2 separate regions of the Mus musculus genome follow, and region 1 is linked to region 2. Evidence: chromatin contacts called from public HiChIP or PLAC-seq data. All regions are on one chromosome and are shown on one strand. The core of a region is the stretch at or near the end of the contact, and the rest is flanking DNA. Distances in the headings are between cores, read along the strand shown.

Region 1 (5,323 bases), core at 1,815-4,314, 68 kb after region 2:
GGCTAAAGCAAGTTTCAAAGGAAGGTGCTCTCAAGAGATTTCAGGGCAGTTTGATCCTCCTCCTCCCCCTGAGCCTCCTCCTCCCCCTGAGCCTCCTCCTCCTCCTTCCCCTGAGCCTCCTCCTCCCTCTGAGCCACCTCCTCCTCCTTGTCCTCCTCCTCCCCTCCTCTTCCTCTTCCTCCTTTTCTTCCTCCTCCTCTATCTGAGCCTCCTCCTTGCCAGGCCCTCCTCTTTCTCCTGACTCCTCCATCTTGCCTTTAATATGCCATCATGCCAAAGTGTCAAAGCTGTTGGTTTAATAGCCCTTAAAATTCACAAAATGCCTATTCCTATGCTATGAGAGAAGTAGGGCAGAAAATGTGGAAGTCTGGACATGAAAACATTTACTGTTGCCATAAATCTGGGACATGCCTTTTTTTTTTTTTCCTATAGAAAACTACTTTTAGGGTTGGGGAGATGGCTCAGCGGTTAAGAGCACTGACTGCTCTTCCGAAGGTCCTGAGTTCAATTCCCAGCAACCACATGGTGGTTCACAACCATCCGTAATGAGATCTGACGCCCTCTTCTGGTGCATCTGAAGAGAACTACCGTGTACTTATGAATAATAATAATAAATAATAATAATAAAAGAAAGACAAAACACACACAAATCACAGTTAAAAATTTTTTAATTAATTTTTTGTTTCACTTTTCAAAACAGGGTTTCTTTGTGTAGTCCTGGCTGTCCTGGAACTCACTTTGTAGATCAGGTTGGCCTCAAACTCAGAGATCGGCCTGCCTCTGCCTCCTGAGTTCTGGAATCAAAGGTGTGAGCTATCACACCAGGCCTCAATTATTTATTTATTTATTAATTATTATTATTATTATTATTATTATTTTTGTTTTTTTTTTTTTTTTTGTTTTTTGAGACAAGGTTTCTCTGTATAGCCCTGGTTGTCCTGGAACTCACTTTGTAGACCAGGCTGGCCTCGAACTCAGAAATCTGCCTGCCTCTGCCTCCCGAGTGCTGGGATTAAAGGCGTACACCACCACCACCCGGCTCTCAAATGTTTTTTTAAAAAGAAATTTATTCAGGAACTAAGTGGACGACTGCTCTATAGAACTCCATGCCTGTTTTCCATAATCAATGTTCACTGACGATCACTGTGTCACCCCATTCTCTGCTGCCCACAGGCCTAGTTATGTTCATATAAATATCCTGCTTCTCTCTTCTCCAGGCACATGGTGCTCGGGCATGTGTGCACACTTGCAGTCCAGGCTTCCTAGTCAGATGGCTCCCTCTGCAGTTGCTCAGTGGGGGCTTCTGATAGGAGGTCGAAGTTCTACAGAAAGAGAAAGGCAGGTGGTGCATCTATCTTCTCTAGTGGTGTTTCAGCAGCAGTGACGTTTTCTGAGTAACTCCAGCTCTTCCTTCGTGCCTGCACATAGATTCCAATCCTTCCGGTTGACACCACTTCTGGGGTAGGACATCCCTCTTCCTCCTGTATCCTCTCATACCTAGGACTGGCCGTCTCTTCCTGCTGCTGCCAACCTTGGAAATGACCTCATACCCTCCTGATTGATATCCCAGCGCTTCCATCAAGGTTTCAGACGGGTGGTGCACCCTAGGGAAGCTCTGAGGTTTCTTTCACTGACCTTTTCTGACTTGTGGTAGTCACCAATACCCCCAAGGCTCTTTGCTATGTAGCTGCTCTTCTTTGTGTCTCCATCTGCCTTCCCATGACATTCTGATGCCAGTCATTGGATTTATGAGCCATCCTCACTATTCTTCTCTCCCACCAAGACAAGAGCTGCAATGTCTTAGAGGGAAGTGGGTTTGTGAGAATAAAACTAACCTCAAGGCTAGCCCCTTCTCTAAGAGCCTCTTTTCCACTGGGCGGTGGTGGCACACACCTTTAATCCTAGCACTTGGCAGTCAGAGCAGCAAGATCCAGACTGATAATCTCCCTCTCCCCCTCCCCCCTCTCTCACATATACACACACACTTTCTCCCTTCCTCCTTCTGCTGCTTCCTCCTCTTCTTTCTTCCTTTCTGTCTCTCTCTGTTTCTCTCTCTCCACTCTCACTAGCACAAATGCGCGAGCATGCACGCGCGCGCACACACACACACACACACACACACACACATCACTCACATGATTTTCAGAACGCATTACCAATCAAGTGTCCTCTCATAGGTTCAGAGACAGAAGGAGAGACCTGTAAGTTGGAAGTCACGACCCCACTAAAGGCTTAATACTTCTGCATCTTCCAGAGTAAGTTCCCTTCTGTGGACTTGCTGTGACTCAGAGCTCGGCTCTTTCTGACCCTGCACCCACTACTCTTTGACCAATTGCAGCAGTTCCTAAAGGCCTCAGGTCCCTTCAGTGACCATTTCCCCTTTCTTTTTCTCTTTTCCCTTCCCTTCCCTTCCCTTCCCTTCCCTTCCCTTCCCTTCCTTTTTTTTTTTTTTTAATTTCATTCAATATATTCTGGTCCTGGTTTCTCCTCCTGTTGGCTCTCTGCTGGCAGGTCCAGGCAAGAGGAGAGAACCCGGTCCAGCCGAGTTTCTCCGAGACTGAATGGGATGGTGAGTGTCGACAGCCCAAAACGAACACACCCGGGCCCAGAGTCTTGTCAAAGCAGGAAATCACTTTATTAAATTAGGCACTTGCTTATATAGAGAAGGCAAGGAGGTGGGGGTAGGGGAATGAGGTGGTGTGGGGTGATCTCATGGAGCCTATAAGAACTTGACAGCGATAGTAGTGGGTCTTTAGGTTGTGCTGAGTCATTCTCAAGCAGAGGAGATTGACAGGTCTCGAAAATTGAGCCAGGCTCAGGTTTGTCCTCAAGGCCCAAACTAAAGCCAAATAAGGCCCAACACCTTCCCTCAATTCCTCCCAGATCCTCCTCGCCTCCCCACAGACCCAATACTATACATCCTTTCTTTCTCTTTGTCTTTAGACAGCAAACAAGCAAAGCAAAACAAAACCCCAACTAAACAAAAACCCAAACCAAACCAGGAGACACGCATACGCATAGTACACAGTACCCCTTAGCAACACAAAAGAAACCATCGGTTTTGCCTGAGCTCCGACTGGAAACTGTGACCTCAGGAACCCAAACCTTCCTGCTCCTCTGAGCCCTTCACTAGGGTCCAGCATCTCTCTGTAAGTATTTTACAGCAGCAAAGAGAAAGGGAACAAGCACCACTATCAAAGTCAGCCAAACCTTAAGGGGTTCATTCACCTGGCTAGAGATAAAGGAAAGAGAAAAACAGTGTAAGCCATGGGGCTAAAAACCAAACAAGACAGAGTTAGTACAATGCCAAGAAAGAAGGAGGCAGCCTTCTCTACTTTGCACCCCCAGGAAAGGGAACCAGGATGAAATGTCACATTGTCTCACCTCAGGAGAATCTGAACCCTGTGTACCAACAGCACAAATAACATAGAAGCACAAATAACATAGAAATAACATAGAATCTCCTTTCTTTGCTTTCTCATATCCACTGACCCCCAAATGATGTCGTTAAAATTCTCCCACTATCTGCAATCCAAGCTATGGCTAAGGAAAGGAAAGCCATGTCATTCCACCATTTCAAAGTATTTAACAAATGATGGCACTATTTACCCAGTCCCCATCTGGAGTCTGATTTCAGTGAATGCCTGCATGTATGGGTGCTGATGAACACTGTTTTCAGCAGCTCCAGGAGGCTGCTGGAGTCAAGAACCCCACTGATGCTGATCTGAGTTCATCTGTTCTAGGAAATGGTCATCGGAGATTAGCAGAGAGAAAAGAAAGGAAAGGGCAAGTAGGGGCCTTGGAAAAATCACTATCCTAGTGGCCAGAACGGGCCTGGGAAGCCTGGCCTTGAGAAGGAAGAGATGAGAAAGCCTGCATGGCTTCCAGCCACATCAGTACCCAGAATGCACAGATACTCTCCACTCTTTGTCACTTATTAACTCTTTGTTTTCTTATTAACAAATGAGGAGGTATCAAAGGAAAACACAAAAGAATAGAAAGAAACACATCACCCATGTGTCAGCCCCAAATAACGTCACACCATGGCCATACCTATATCCTTTCCACAGGTTGCTGGCTACTCAAGTGTTATAGCTGACTTAAATCAGGTCAGAACTTGTCCATCACTAAACTGAATCTAGAATTGCAATCTTTAAAATCAAAAGATTTCCTCTCCTCAGGATCTCTTCACGCATGAAAATTCCACCCTCACCTTTTTTCTCTCAGTGACTAAGCGCCTATCTGCATGAAATCTGTTTAGCTGTCCAGCAGCCTTCTATGCTAAACTTACTGAACTGTGGTGAACAAAGAGAAAAACAGAACTTGAAGCAGATGTTAGATGCCAGATGGTAGATGATGTCAACTTTATGGAAGTCGGTTGACGTGATGTTTTGATGTTTTGTCCCTACAGGTGGAAAACCTTAACACACACCACAATATATTATTAAATTTAAATACTTTAGTCAAAAGTCCATAAACATTAAAAAAAAAAAACCTATCTATATCCTTCCATACATGTAAGTGGACAACAAGCAAAAAATGTGGTATAACTGTGGTATAATTGAGGAATAGCTCAGTGGGTAAGATTCCTTCCTGCTCTTCCAGGAGAGTTCAGTCCCTACCACCCATGTGTGGAGTTTCACAGCTACCCATAATTCCAGCTCCAGGGAATCAGGATTCCCTTTTCTGGCCTCTGCAGATATTCACACAGAAATTTTAAAAAAAAGTAAAATTTAAAAACGGTGCATAGAGACAATGGAACAATAATCCCCACCCCCGAAAGTCTCATCCTCAAGGCACCGAGAGATCCAGAAAGGTTCTACGTACACAATGTTAAAATATGGACATCTTTTTTTATTTTTATTTTTTTAATATTTATTTGTTTATTTATTTATTTTGGGTTTTTGAGACAGGGTTCCTCTGTGTAGTCCTGGCTGTCCTGGAACTCACTTTGTAGACCAGGCTGACCTCCGAACTCAGAAATCTGCCTGCCTCTGCCTCCCGAGTGCTGGGATTAAAGGTGTGTGCCACCACGCCCGGCTATTATGGACATCTTTTATGAACAAGTTCTTATGCTAGCTATGGAACATACATAGAAAGCTGAAAAAGAAATAATATAAAGACACAAACATAGGGAGATGGGAAACAGACCACATCAGTAATCCCAGGACTTAGTAGGTGGAAGCGTGGGGATCAGGAGTCTAAGGTCATCCATCGTAAGGCATAGTGCTAGTTCAAAGCCACCGTGGACTGCATGTGACTCTGTCTCAATAAAACAGACACAAGAAATGCATAGGAACTGCAACTCCAGGAACTCAGCAGC
Region 2 (5,681 bases), core at 501-3,000:
TATGTAGGTGAGCATGTATATATATGTATGTGAGCATGTGTATATATGTATGTGAGCATGTGTATATATGTATGTGAGCATGTGTATATATGTAGGTGAGCATGCGTGTATATATATATGTGAGCATGTGTATATATGTATGTGAGCATGTGTATATATGTAGGTGAGCATGTGTATATATGTAGGTGAGCATGTGTATATATGTATGTGTGTATATAGGTCATAGGACAGCTTGCAGGAGTTTGTTCCTCTTTTTCCCCATGAGGAGCTCTGGGATCGAACTCAGAATGTCAGTCTTGGTGGCAAGTGCTTCCATCCACTGAGCCATTTTGCTGACCTAACCTCATCATCCTAGTGTTGATGATGATGATGATGTGTATGAGAGATTTACCTGCATGTACATCTATATGTGTACAGCATGCCTGCCTGGTGTCCTCAGAGCCCGGAAGAAGGTGTCAGATCCCTGGGAACTAGAGTTACAGATAGTTGTGAGTTGCCCTGTGGGGTGCTGGAAATTCGGTTTCCATCTTTACCTTTTTCTACGTTATAGGAAGCAGCCGTATAAACTTGTAAACACTCACTCGACTTTTCTTTCCATTTGTCCATTTTTCAGACCGTGTCTCACTATGTAGCTCTGACCTGTTTGGAAACTCATTACGTAGACCAGGCTATGGACAATTGAAATACACTCCCTTCTAGAACGTTACTTTACAGTTTGCTTCATCCAGTTGCAAGATTTCTTATTCACTAAAGAAATGAGGCCAAGAACAAAGCTTCCCGCTTTCCTTCCTGGAGGAAGCAACTCTGGGATTTGGTGTGTCTAACTTGAGATAGAGATGGTCAGTTTGACACAACCTAGCATCTTAATGACGAGTTCTCTAGAGAAGCTTGGCCTGTGGGCAGGTCTCTGGGAGTGAGCATCTTGATGGTTAATTGATGTAGGAAGACCAAGACCATGTGTGTGGCACCATTTCATAGGCGAGGCCCCAGAAGGGGAAACCTAGCTGAGCGCTAAGCAGTAACCAAGCAGTAACCAAGCACACGTTCATTCTTTTTCTGCTCTTGACCTTGTTTTGTGTTCCCACCTTGGCTTTCCCACAGCAATTGGCTGGAACCTGGAACTGTAATCCAATGGACTCTCCACGCTACTTTTAAAAAGAATATATTATCCCCAGCAACATAAATGAAACCAGAACAAAGACTTTCAGTCTCCGTGGGAGAGCAGTCCCTACTGTCCCTGGAAGTCAAGGCTCAGGATGACCTCAGTGAAGGCTTGCTGCCAAGCCCTGATAAGGCCAAAGGAGAGCAAGAAAAGGAACTGAGATAGAGTCTTCAGTTGCTGAAAATAGTCAGGTGTATGAAACCTCTGCTAGGCCTATCTGTGTTTATCACGAAGTCTGGCTTTAGCGAAGAGCCTTGCAAAGCTGATTTAGCGCAGACCTCTCTTCCTCAAAACCTGGTCACACTCCTTGCCTTGCCTGACCATTCTCACACATCGTCACACACGTCCTTATACCAGTTTAGCTATGATTCACCTCATCTATGGTATTTTCCTCTTAGTAACTATCTACCCACCAACCCCTGTGAGGAGCCGCCCTCACATTCGCCATTACAAGATGGCGCTGACATCCTGTGTTCTAAGTAGTAAACAAGTAATCTGCGCATGTGCCAGGGTAGTTTTCCACTCCTTGTGCTCTGCCTTCCCCTTGTTGACAACTCGGCTGATGGGCTGCAGCCAATCAGGGAGCGACATGTCCAAGGCGGAGGACAATTCTCTTTAAAAGGGATGGGGTTTTGCCACTCTTCGCTCTGTAAGCTGATGCTCTCACTCTCAAGACGCATTAAAACTTTACTGCAGAAGGATCCTGTGTGCCCTGTCAATCCTACTGGCGGGAGGTAGCGCGGGACAAACCCCCACACCTCACCTTGGTTTTAAATTCCTGCTTGCCCATGCAGGATTTAGACTTGAGCCTTGAGCCTCATCTCTCCTCCACTGGAGTGCCCAGAGGCAGGGGTTCTGAAAACATTCTTCCTTGTGCCTTAGTAACTACCCTTGACTGATTTTCTTTTTTTTTTTTTCAGCAACACTTAACTTCATTCTGTGGATGGGCACTAGTATGGTAATACCCTGGGTGTGCATTGCTAGGCAGGGATCACGTCAGCAGTACTGCCCTGTAGAGGTGACCACAGGATTGCCACTGGAAGTGGGTGGCAACGGCTCTGTGCCAGTGGGAGGGATGAACACACGGGCGGTTACTGGAGCTATTTATTTTCCACATTCAATTCTCAGTAGGCAGCAGTAATTTCTAAATGCTTCCCTCACTTACCTATGCTAAGAGAATTTTTTTGAAAAATATCTTTGGTCTCCCTGGGCTAAAATTATGAACAGGACTTTGGGATAGCTAAGCAAATGGGATGGAAATGTTTAGTGGAACCTAAAGAGGAAGGAGAAGCCGGGGATAGAATCAGCTTCTTGACCAGCTTTCCTTAATTTGGATCATTCATTCATTCATTCATTCACTCACTCACTCACTCACTCACTCACTCACTCACTCACTCATTCATTCATTCATTCATTGATTCCTTCCATCCCTCCATCACTGAATATGTATGTATACATGTCCTTGTATTCAGTTTGATAAATGAATAACACTTTACCATTTTAAATATAACATTTATAAAAATACTAATGCGCACAGTATCTTTTGTCCACAAAAAGTTACGTGATTCTCTATTTCCTGCAATGAGATCCATTCTGAGAAATGACACTTTAGACGCTATGCAGCCGCATTAACCAGTTGGCTTGCTACCTTAGCAATCTCTTTCAGCAGATTCATGTCCGGACTGGAGAGGTGGCCAAGGTCAGGGGTGCTAGGTGCTCTTACAGAGGACAGATTCAATTCACAGACCGTGTCGGGTGGTTCATGACTGCCTGGAACCCCAGTTCTAAAGTGACAGTCTCTTCAGCCTGTGCCCACCTGAGTGCATACTGGCAGATAGAAATATATACATGTACACTAAAAAGATTCATGCCTGATAGAGATAAAACTTAGAGCGCGCATCACTGCTGACCTCAGGAGCTTCTTAGAAGACTTATTCACTCACTTGAAGAGAACGTTGATGAGAATTTTTAACATCAAAATTTCCTTGGATTTTTTTTTTTTTATTGAAAACTCACTGCCTTGCTGGTCTTCCCCTCTTAACCATCAGGTTGTGATTCTCACATAATCCTAATCAAACTCTACCCTTCTCTTCTATTAAGCCTTAAACTAGACTTAAAATTCCCAGTGGATTTCCTGCTTTTGCCCTTGATCCCTGAATTGACAATAAGACTCTATGGTCTTCTAACAGGAACAATAGATTGTTTGATGCTATGCTGAGGACCCCATATGCTACAAAAGTCCTTCTCTTAACATATCAGCATCACAGACTTTAGGTCGGAACATACTGTATGAGAAAATTGTTTTTAATAATTAAGCTCTTGAAGTATATACAAGTCACTTAAATCAGATATCGACAGCAAGAAAAGTTCAGGTTTTTTTAAAACTAGTTTTTAAAAAGAACACGAAAGTAAATGAGTTTAGGAAGTTTAATACTCCAGGGAACGATCAGAGGGCTTCATCTTCCAGTAACCGGATACTGCACGGTTATCCACGGACTGGCTGATCGAGGACTGGGCCAGAGAGCTGGCTGATTTTGTAAGATTATCTGGATGGTTTATTTTTAGGTGAATTAATTATTTAGTCATTCAGGTGAATTAATTATTGAGTCATTGGTGATAGGATGCTGCCAGGAGTACTGAACTTCTAGATGAAGATTAAGATGGTCTCACTATTTAAAAAAAAAAAATCAGAACAATCCTTTTGGAGTTTGATGCACCTACAGGTTTTGATTGTAGTGAAATCTTTTATAGCCAGAGCATTGCAAGAGCCAATTCTCCTTTTGGTTGTAACACTGTCAAAAAGTTTCTTGACAAGCCTTTAGCAAATGTCACACCTTGCCTAGTGGCTTCTTCTCCAATGTATCATTCCCAGTGCGTGTGTCTGCCATGACTTCCATTTATCCTGTCACTGTAGACTTCACCATCTTAGCAAACACACCAAGAAACAGGATTGCTTGCAGAATCTTATCAGAGGCAAGGACAGAGGGAAGACCCACCAGCTTTCTGAACTTGTCTGGTTTTTATGCTATTGTTCCTTACTGAAGTTTTGATACCAAAATCCTCACTTTTTAAAAAAGAGTTATTTTGCATATGCCTTTAATTCCAGCACTTGGGAGGCAGAGACAGGAGGATCTCTATGAGTTTGAAGTCAGCCTGGTCTAGAGTGAGTTCCAGGACAGCCAGCGTTACATAGAGAAACCCTGTCTCAACAAAACAAAGCAAAAATAAAAAACAAACAAACAAAACAAAATAAAAAGGAATTATTTTATTTTTAATTATATGTACATATGTCTGTGAGTGTGAGTTTGTGCTTATGCATGCAGGTAGGTACACAATGGAAGCCGAGAGGAGGAAGTCGGACACCCTGCAACTCAAGTTGCAGAGAGTTGTGCGCTGCCTCGTGTGTGTACTGGATGGAGGCCAGGTCCTCTTCAAGAGCAGCAAACACTCTTAGCCACTGAGCCATCTCTCCAGCCACCTCAGTTTTTTCATGATACATTTCTCTAGGAATTAGGCCCCTCCTACACTGTTTGATCAACTGATTCAAGTCCAGCCACCCCTCACACGTGTATGGGTTTCTCCCCAAATTTCAGCCCATTCTATTGTAAACCTCACACATCAAAAGTGACAAGAACTTCCTTCTGGTGCTATATTCTTCTCTTCCTGAAACAGGAATTGGGACATGAGGTTTTTAAGCAAAGAAAACTAGTAAATATTTAATGTTTCATTAAAATAGAAAAGTTAAATAACAAACAATGACCTTGCCTACCCACTATTTTGGAACAAGTAAGAGAGTAAAAGTGGACTCTCTTCTCTTTGGATTGACCCGAAACAATATTATCTTTAAAAATTGACTTTAATCCCAGCACTCGGGAGGCAGAGGCAGGCGGATTTCTGAGTTCGAGGCCAGCCTGGTCTACAAAGTGAGTTCCAGGACAGCCAGAGCTACACAGAGAAACCCTGTCTCAAAAAACAAAACAACAACAAAAAAATTGACTTTAACATTGGGAAAAAAAAAATCTCTCACTGGCTTTTAGCTAGCTCCAAGGAAAAATATTACATAAACCATCTTTCTCAGTACCATTACTAAAAGCTACCTTTTAAAGCACTGAGTATTCTAAGTAGTTACACTTATCTTGGGCCTCAGAGGGACGTCTCTGATAGAAATCATTGGCTCTTGAGTCCTGTTGACTTCATCATATGTCAAGTGAAAATTTCTTGGTGCATTGACCTACCAGAAAAAAGGACCAAATTGTTCAGAGTGGCTCATAAGTTAAGGCAGGAGAGTACAGCCATCCCCATTCCAAATCAGATAATCCTATGAGATTAATTTAAATTTTTATTTTTTAATGCGTATGAGTGTGTGGAAGGGCATTGTTTCTGTGGAGAAAGAAGGTCTTGTCACATTTCTGAAGGGCTTTAGAAAGTAAAAAGCCAAACCAGGCCATAGTGATCTACACCTTTGATCCCAGCACCCAGGAGGCAGAGGCGGGCAGAGTTTGAGTTCAAGGCCAGCTTG

Evidence for each region. HiChIP or PLAC-seq counts read pairs in DNA pulled down with a chosen protein or histone mark.
Region 1: an H3K27ac HiChIP or PLAC-seq map of embryonic stem cells shows a contact between it and region 2, with 6 read pairs. The contact joins two enhancer-like sites. A contact is called at or near these places in 1 of 39 promoter capture datasets (macrophages), 1 of 484 Hi-C or Micro-C datasets (forebrain), 2 of 115 datasets of contacts at active chromatin or transcription factors (double positive thymocytes and embryonic stem cells) and 3 of 9 other capture datasets (adipose tissue, liver and pancreatic islet).

What each region holds. Positions count from the first base shown.
Region 1 is chr6:34,397,082-34,402,404 of GRCm38.p6, forward strand. No RefSeq gene overlaps it. Among named protein-coding and RNA genes, the nearest start is that of Akr1b7, 13 kb to the right of the region's middle. Within about 2 kb of position 3,065, at least 23 of the 459 cell types and tissues checked have an H3K27ac peak or open chromatin away from gene starts, as enhancers often do. A contact at or near this core is called in embryonic stem cells, where this site is marked.
Region 2 is chr6:34,330,286-34,335,966 of GRCm38.p6, forward strand. No RefSeq gene overlaps it. Among named protein-coding and RNA genes, the nearest start is that of Akr1b3, 16 kb to the left of the region's middle. Within about 2 kb of position 1,751, at least 13 of the 459 cell types and tissues checked have an H3K27ac peak or open chromatin away from gene starts, as enhancers often do. A contact at or near this core is called in embryonic stem cells, where this site is marked.